3 separate regions of the Zea mays genome follow, and all the other regions are linked to region 3. Evidence: chromatin contacts called from public Hi-C data. All regions are on one chromosome and are shown on one strand. Each heading gives the region's core, a stretch centred on a gene start, on an enhancer-like site or on the middle of the called end of the contact. The rest is flanking DNA. Distances are from core to core; before and after follow the strand shown. Region 1 holds the start of LOC103629429 (alpha/beta-Hydrolases superfamily protein). Region 2 holds the start of LOC100283074 (rad1-like protein). Region 3 holds the start of LOC100273426.

Region 1 (2,804 bases), core at 141-2,640, 200 kb before region 3:
AATGGAATTAAATCTGACAGGGAGATTGCGTGCTCGCTCTCATGCGATTAATCTGTTCATGGGCTTCAGGCTCTCTCAAGCAAGTCAGCAGCAGGGACGAGACGGTGGAGCTCCCATGCTGCTGCTGTCGACGGCTCGACGCAACAACAACGATCCATAGGGATGTCTGATCGTTGTCCGGTTCCGTCCGGCCGACCACACGCTAGCTATTCAGTCTTCGTCGACCCCCCACGAATCCACGATAGGTAGGGTCGAGTCCAGAGATGGCGGCGGTCGTTCGTCGACCCAGCAGGTCGGTCGGTCGGTCGGTGTACGTCTTTGGACCCATCGGCGTTGGCTGGAGAACAGTCGGCCGCGGCCGCCCCATGCTGAAGACGTGTCATCCACAGCCCTCCTGCTTGTTGCTCAGCAGTTGCTGTCTAGCCTGCAGTATGCATGTACTGTTTCACATGCATACTACTTCTCTTCTTCTTGATCGATGATGAGCGAGCGGTGGATTGATGGTTCCATTCCAATCCCATGTGTGCAGTAACAATACTTGGACGACGACTGATATATGGAGCTGGACATCTGGAATTCGATCTTTGGACGCCAACGAGCTGCCCTCGCTCTCTAGCTCGTCACGATGAAGAATGCCAGTTTTGTACAGCTGAAACACATGAAGCAAGGCAGGCAAAGATTCATATCCTTCGTATAGGATAGGAGGAGGGATGATGGACGGTGTGTGGCTGCCGAGTTACTAGACAATATATATATAGGTGGGTGATTCCATACAACAAGGATCAGATACGGGCCTGTTTAGTAGCAAAGTTTATTTACAGTTCTAATACAATCTCTATTTTTAAGGCGAAATTCTAGGTACACTGTAAGGCGCAGCCGGGCGGATCCGCACGATCCGACCTCGGGAGTGCGCAGATTTGCTTGACGCGCACCGCCGCGCCGACAGTGACGACACTTTGGCACGCCTAGCTCTACATTAACTTGGCTCAATTTGGTGGTGTGCTACTGTCGGTGTGTGACATAAGTTAGATAAATGACATAAGTTAGTCTAATACGACATAAGATAGTCCATCACATGTGATATATAGTCTATTAACAAACTATGGAGTATTAGAGTTACACATGTGATGTATAGTATGTTATATTAGTATAAATTTGGACAGTATTTTAATAATTTAGACCTGTAAACCCAAATGATGAGCGACCGTTAATCCTCGTCCTGACTCAGCGAGCGAAAAAGAAAAACGCAACTGAGATGCCGGTGGGCGCAAACGCGTATGTAGCTTTCAGGTGGTGGCGGTGCCGCGGTGGGCCTGTGAGCTGGCAGCCGCCGCCGCCCCTCAAGCAGCGAAGCCAACGGAGGCCACAGGCCAGGCGCGGCGAGCTCGGAGAGTCGCGCGCACACATGTACAGTGGGACTGTGGGAGTCCGTCCGAGTATTTAAACCCAAGCATCCAAGCCCCGACTCCCGCACACCACAACGCCCGCCTCCAACCGCGCTTTAATGCGCGCGTTTCCTCTTCCGCGATAAACCCGGCGGCTGCCTGATCAGCCATCACTCCGTTACCCCTCTCTTCTCACAAAAAGGCATCTGCTTGCTTGCTCCGACTAGCCGGGGAGCTAGCGCGCGGGCGATCGAGCAATGCACATCGCGACCTGCGTGTGGCAAGAGAAGGCGGCGCCGGCCGGCGGCATGGGGGGAGCTCGAGTTGCTGGTGGAGGTGGTGGCGGCGAGTGGGGTGCGAGGGCCGCGGCGGCGGCGGCGCTGGGCGTTGCCGGGCGCGCGCTCAACTGCGCGGTGAGCTTCGTGGTGTTCTCGGCGCTGGACGTGCTGGACGTGGTGCTGTGCCTGGCGTACAAGCTGGCGGACTACGCGGCGGAGGCGGAGTGGAGGCCGTGCTACTGCTCCGCGGCGGCGGACCCGCGCGTGGCGCAGCAGCTGCCCCCCAAGCCCAAGGTGGTGCGGCTGTCGGCGGCGTCGCCCGCCAGGTTGCACTTGCAGCTGGAGGACGTGTCGGACACGCTGTACGCGCGGCCGTCGCTGCTGGCCGACGCCACCCGAGCCGGCGGCGACGGCGTCGCCCCTGCGCTCACCGTGAGCCCCGCCGCCATCGCGGCACTGATCCGCGAGAAGACGGACCGCGCGCCGCGGCAGGCGCCGTGCTGGTCTGACTGCGACTGCAAGGTGTGCCACGCCTGGAGCGGGACGTCCCCCGCGTCGTTGTCCCACCTCTACGTGCACGTCCAGGCGCCGCCGGCGATGCCGATGGCAGTGGAGACGGAGGACGTGGTGTTCATCCACGGCTTCATCTCGTCGTCCGCGTTCTGGACGGAGACGGTGTTCCCGGCCTTCAGCCCCGCCGCGCGGTCCCGGTATCGGATGTTCGCCGTGGACCTGCTGGGGTTCGGGCGCAGCCCCAAGCCGGCCGAATCGCTGTACACGCTGCGCGAGCACGTGGAGATGATCGAGCGCTCCGTGCTGCGGCGCTACCGCCTCGGCTCCTTCCACGTGGTGGCGCACTCGCTCGGCTCCGTCCTCGCGCTCGCCCTCGCCGTCAAGTACCCCGCCGCCGTCAAGTCGCTCACCCTCCTCGCTCCGCCATACTTCCCGGTGCCGGAGTCGGAGGCCGAGTCGGCGGCGCAGTACGTGATGCGGCGCGTGGCGCCGCGGCGGGTGTGGCCACCGATCGCGTTCGGGGCGTCCGTGGCGTGCTGGTACGAGCACGTGAGCCGCACCATATGCCTCGCCATCTGCCGGCACCACCGCGTCTGGGACCGCCTCTTCAGGATCGTCACCAGGAACA
Region 2 (3,008 bases), core at 80-2,579, 230 kb before region 3:
TACTAGATAAATTATCGTATTTGGTGTTACTAGCGTCGGTGTCGTTTTTGATACATTATCTATGGTTAGGGTTTATGGTATATATTCACATTCAGACAGCTATATGTCATATGGATCACATTAGCAGGGAACTTAATCAATGCAATTTCAGTCCAATAGAGTTTTAAAAAAATTTCCAACACATGAACACCCACATTTATTAATTTTGTTAGGGTTTATGAACTTTTTGTCCATTCACTAGTCACATTTATATGAAGCGGATAGACATTATTCCCGTTGCTAGTTATTCATTAAGGCTTTATTAGCACAATCTGTCATGCAAATTGTTGTAGAAATAATCCTTTTTATAAAGGAATAAATATTGTTCGAGTTCATATCTTCTATGCAAAACGTATATACTATCTATGCATTGAAACATTTTTTCAATAAATGCAGACATCGCCATTGGTTCCTTTGTTTCCTGCACCATGAGGTCGGTTGACCGCCCTCCCCATAATCCGAAGAGAATAACGATCGAGTCAAACATTACATACACTAGTTGAGCTTTGTCCCTAATCATGACTAATTGTTATTTGTCTTGATCAAATGTCCTCTTCCCCTAGCCGGCAATGTCCCGGCTTCTCAAAATCTAGGAAGTAAGTTCTTTGAAAAATAATCATTATGAAAAGATACTCCACTACAAATAAAGAAAGCTACTTTTTCTAATAAAGGAATAAATCATAAAAGTAAAGAAAGAGATCAAAAGTGGGTAACATGAGTAGTTTGTCTAATGGGATGTTTGGTTTCTAGAGACTAATTTTTAATCTCTTCCCTAAATTAGCAAAAACATAGACTAAAAGAGGGATTATAGTCATTGTTTTAGCAATTTAGGCACTAAATAGAGTAATTAAATATCAGAAAATCAAACACCCCCTTAGTATACCAGAAGAGACTTTTATGTTTGTCTAAGAAAAAACGGGCCTATCCATTGGTAGTACTAGTTCGCCCTAGAGGACATAGATAAAATGGACATTTTCGTTTTAAAAACCGCTACCATATATATTTCTTTTTAGGTCCACTACTAAAACCCACTAATATCGGACCACTGATAGCAAACCGCACAACCCTTCAGCCCAAAGCCCAGTGGGCCGTGCGCGTTCCCATCCGCGTCAACGACTTAAGGGCCCATTCGTTTCTGCTAAAACAGACCAGAATTAATTTCAAATCTCCAAAATTTATAGTAATTATTGAAGAAATCAAAGCCAGATATATTACACCCCCTCATTCCAGCGAAACGAACAACTTGTCCATCAAAATGAGGCGAACTTCCCGGTTAGTTCCCGCGAGAGACGTCGTTATTCTCTTCGGATTCTGGGGAGGGCGCGCGCAAAGCAAACCTCAAACGCCAAACGCAACACCCGCCAGCAGGCCACCTGTGAGCAGCGATGAGCTCGTCGACGCCCGGCCGCGACGACGACGCGCCGGACCTCGTCTGCCAGATCGACTGCGTCCACGGCATGGTGGACGCGCTCTCCTCGGTCCGCTGGAAGCGCCACCAGGTCCGTCCGTGAATCTATCGCTGGACCGCCTCCCGCCCCGCCCCGGCTCGGCTCCCAAATCCTAATCCCGAGCCCCGGATTTCCCGTGGCGTAGGACGCGGTGATGGAGCTGTCGGAGCACGGGATCGTTCTCTCCGTAGAGGAGAGCGGTTGTCTCCAGGCCAAGGTCTTCCTCAAGCGCGAGGTGCGCCGCTGCCTCTGTCTGCGCGTCAGCTGTTTGTATTTATGCCTGGGCGCCCCGACCTCTGACATGTTCGGGAATCTCTCAGCTGTTCGTAGAGTACGACTATGCGGGGGACGGGAGGCAGCGGTTCGGCCTCAGCCTGGGTCTCTTCGTCGACTGCCTCAACATCTTCTCATCGCCAGGCCACGCGTCCGCCGTCGAGATCCGTTACCCTGGCCCCGACATGCAGCTTCTCCTCAAGTATGTATGCATGCTCTCTGCGCGCTGGTGCCTATAATCTATCAAGATTCTTGTCTTGTGCATGTGGGGTCCCGGCCTGGTCCCATTTAGGGTGGGGAGAAGAGGTCACATGGACACATTTGTTTTTTTTTAATAATTGGCTGATAATAGCTGGTTCTCTATGCATGTAACTGAATCTAAGAATGTTTGTTTGTTTAGAGCAACCGCTGAAACTCATGCGGCTGTAACTCATACTTCTCAACATCATATGACCCTTGGTCTATACTAAAGAAACACTTCTCTATTAACCTTTGAGATGTTTAATTGGATACAAAGATATATGTAACCTAAGCAGTTCAAAGCATTTAGAAGAATAAAAAATTCTCATTCGAGGGACTCTTGTCATGTCAATGCAGGTCTGTGGGCTCTGCTGATGCATGCCTGTACGCAGAAATCAGAACCAGAATTCCAGACACAGTCTCCTGGGATTACCATTTTGAGCATGCTGGGAATAGTCCAGTCAGTTTTACCGTCAAGGTAGTCTGTCTCGACGCGCCCTGTATATTTGTTGGCACTATGTTATTTTAGTTCACGATGAATAATATGATTCGCTGCCTGAAATTCCAGTCCGCCGTCCTGAAAGAAACGATCGACGACCTCGAATGGCCAGGTTCCAGCATCCAGATTCGAATGCAACCAGATCCTCCAACGGTTATACTGAAAGGCGAAGGTCATGGCGACTTGCAGGTCCGTTTTACAGGTTTGGCTGTTATATATGTTCATTTAGCTCCCAGCTGTGCCTATGACTCACTGTCACTTATTACACAAATTCGGCAGACCGAATTCCCCTACTATGCAAACACCGACCTCCTAATCGTGTTCCAATGCGAGCACGAAGTGTCACACAGGTAAAAAAAATTCCTCGTGCCCAGAGCTGCGCCCCTCCGCTGCTCCCCGTGCTAATCTGCAGAGCGTGGCTGTTTTCTCCTTCAAGGTACAAATACAAGTTCCTCCGAGCGACCACCTCGAACATCCCCAGCAGTGCCGTGAAGGAGAACCGCAGGACC
Region 3 (2,700 bases), core at 11-2,510:
CCTTATAGAAGATTCTATAGAATCCAGATCCTGAAGATCGAAATTTGTCCTAATGGCAGCTGTTACTCTTTTTCCCTTGGTGAGTTTTTCTGAAGTTTCTCACATAAGGTTTTTAACGAGACAACAAAGTGCAAATGTAATTTGCGTCACCATGTACTCTTTCTCCATATTTTTCCACTAGGTTTTTGGGAGTTTTAACGAGGCATGTGTTGATCGCGATATTCGCCCAAGGGAGAGTGTTAAGTAACCCTAGTTAGGGTTATATAGGCAAATACCGACTTTGCTCCTGAGGGGTCTCACATCTCTATATAAGGAACATGTACACCCTCTTATAATATACAGATATAAAGAGGCCAGAGGTCCAACACTACATATTGTGTCTCATGTGTTCTATGAGTGTGTGGACTGCTGGGAAAGGGAACGGGCTTCTATGACTTCTCGTGCCTCTACTACTAACGGGGAAAGGAGTGGATCCATAGTAACGTAGTTCTCAATAAATATAATTGAAAGGGGCCTATAACTTTATAAGGAAGAAAGATCCTTACTATTCAATTTTAAATAGCAAGAGATTTATGCTTACTAAGTGCCGAGCGAACGGCCCGCGTAGCACGCCCAGCGTAGCTGAAACCAAACAAAATTGGGACCATTCTCATAAAAAATTAACAGTGAGCCACATATACCTACACTGATTCGGGTCCTGTGACCAGGTGGCACCCGATGCCGCGCTGACCAGGTTCCCACTCTTCAGCCCATTTCTTTTATGGGCCCAATTCCATTTCGTACAAGTCCCCTCGCCTCGCGTCCTTCAGCCCGTTTCTTTTCTGGCTGATTCCGTTTCGCGCGTGGGCTCGATTCTTTATTCTGTGCCGTACGTGCCTCCTCCGCGCTTGCCAAATCTCTGTTCCGTGGGAGTGGGAACGCTTTTTCTTGACCAAAAACATTTTTGAGGGGCAATCCGCAAAAACCCTATCCCAAAATCCCAACTCCATCGCCCGCGAACCACTCGAAGTCGGCTCACCTCAGTACCCCACTGCTCGGTGTTCACTCCGGTCGGGCCATGGCGCGCGCCGGCGTCTCTACCGCGCCGCTCTCCCGCACTCACCTCCTCCCACCACGTCCTTCCCTCCTCCACAACACGCAGCCCCACTCCCTCCTCCTCCGGCCCCAGCGCAAGGCGCCCGCCACCACCGCGGCGGCGCTGCCGCCGGCCGCGGACTTCCCGGCGCTGTCCCTCCCGGCCGCGGCCGCCGCGGCGGCCGCGCTGGCGGCGGCGGTGTCACTTTCCGACCCCGAGCGGCGGCGGCGCTCGCAGGCCGAGGCGGCCGGCGGCGGGGACAAGGAGGCCGTCCGCGCCTACTTCAACTCGACGGGGTTCGAGCGGTGGCGCAAGATCTACGGGTCGGCAACGGAGGGCGTGAACCGCGTGCAGCTTGACATCCGCGAGGGCCACGCGCAGACGGTGGCGGCGGCGCTGGCCATGCTCCGCGATTCCCCGCTGGAGCTGGCGGGCGCCACCGTGTGCGACGCCGGCTGCGGGACGGGGTCGCTGGCCATCCCGCTCGCGGCGGCGGGCGCCGACGTCCTGGCCTCCGACATCTCGGCGGCCATGGTGTCGGAGGCGCAGCGGCAGGCGGCGGCGCAGTCGTCGTCGTCGTCGTTCCGGATGCCGCGGTTCGAGGTCCGCGACCTGGAGAGCCTGGAGGGGCGGTACGACGTGGTGGTGTGCCTGGACGTGCTCATCCACTACCCGCGGGAGGAGGCGCGCGCCATGATCCGCCACCTCGCGTCGCTGGCGGACAAGCGGCTGCTCATCAGCTTCGCGCCCAGGACGCTCTACTTCGACTTCCTCAAGCGCGTGGGCGAGCTGTTCCCGGGCCCGTCAAAGGCCACGCGCGCCTACCTGCACGCCGAGGCCGACATCGAGGACGCGCTCCGCCAGGCCGGCTGGCGCGTCGCCAACCGCGGCTTCATCTCCACGCAGTTCTACTTCGCCAAGCTCTTCGACGCCGTGCCCGTCGGCTCCTCGACGTAGCCGTGTAGGCCGCCCGCCGTGTGCTTGTGTGTTTGTTTGCCTCACGCGACTGTTTATAGAGCTCCAGACGGTCGCCGCAGCGCGCGCGGCGGCGTAGCCTGTTTGTACTTGCAAGCTCACTCAGTTCCATTCCGTAGCTTGATGCCTTGATTGATTCCCACGTAGACTTCCATCGACAAACACAATTGCAGGGTTTTGAGTTTTTGACCCAAACGACACGACAAAGAGTTCTTATCATCCAGGGGCCTCGACCACCGTGCTCGTTTTACAAAAGCTGTAATTAAAGACTACTTTGCAAGATTATCGTGATTTTCATTCATATTTTATGTGATATGGCTTTCGATTTTATATTTTAGTCACAATTTCAGTTTATAGAAATTGGATTCGAAGAAACTAATATCTCCTCTTAGCTAATAAATAAAAACACGTTTCAAAAAAAACCGGATTACTTCTAAACATGACCTAAGAAACTAAACAACTCTTTATGATTATAAATTTGGCTATTACATAATAATAGTATATGTGTAATTAGACATGGACATTCAATTCGATTTTTTTTAGAAAAATCGATTCCTATAAAACTAGAACTGAAATATGCATCTAGGACAGACAGAACTGAAACATTTGATTTCGGTTCTAACCAAACAAATCAAAGTTTAGCAAAAAAA

The links. Hi-C and Micro-C count contacts between places; a contact is called where the count stands out from the background.
Region 1: a Hi-C map of endosperm shows a contact between it and region 3, with 3 times the contacts expected there. The contact joins the promoter of LOC103629429 here to the promoter of LOC100273426 in region 3. A contact is called at or near these places in 2 of 25 Hi-C or Micro-C datasets (ear and endosperm).
Region 2: a contact with region 3 is called in a Hi-C map of ear, with 4 times the contacts expected there. The contact joins the promoter of LOC100283074 here to the promoter of LOC100273426 in region 3. A contact is called at or near these places in 8 of 25 Hi-C or Micro-C datasets (bundle sheath, ear, endosperm and 4 more) and 1 of 3 datasets of contacts at active chromatin or transcription factors (leaf).

What each region holds. Positions count from the first base shown.
Region 1 is chr6:74,743,248-74,746,051 of Zm-B73-REFERENCE-NAM-5.0, forward strand. LOC103629429 (alpha/beta-Hydrolases superfamily protein) reads left to right here and starts at 1,391. Exons shown (of 2, transcript XM_008650553.3): 1 at 1,391-2,804. The coding sequence starts at 1,643.
Region 2 is chr6:74,715,488-74,718,495 of Zm-B73-REFERENCE-NAM-5.0, forward strand. It overlaps LOC100283074 (rad1-like protein), which reads left to right and starts at 1,330. Exons shown (of 7, transcript NM_001155976.2): 1 at 1,330-1,538; 2 at 1,633-1,722; 3 at 1,808-1,962; 4 at 2,358-2,478; 5 at 2,569-2,688; 6 at 2,779-2,849; 7 at 2,936-3,008. The coding sequence starts at 1,425.
Region 3 is chr6:74,945,801-74,948,500 of Zm-B73-REFERENCE-NAM-5.0, forward strand. LOC100273426 reads left to right here and starts at 1,261. Exons shown (of 1, transcript NM_001147863.2): 1 at 1,261-2,268. The coding sequence starts at 1,478. The coding sequence ends at 2,032.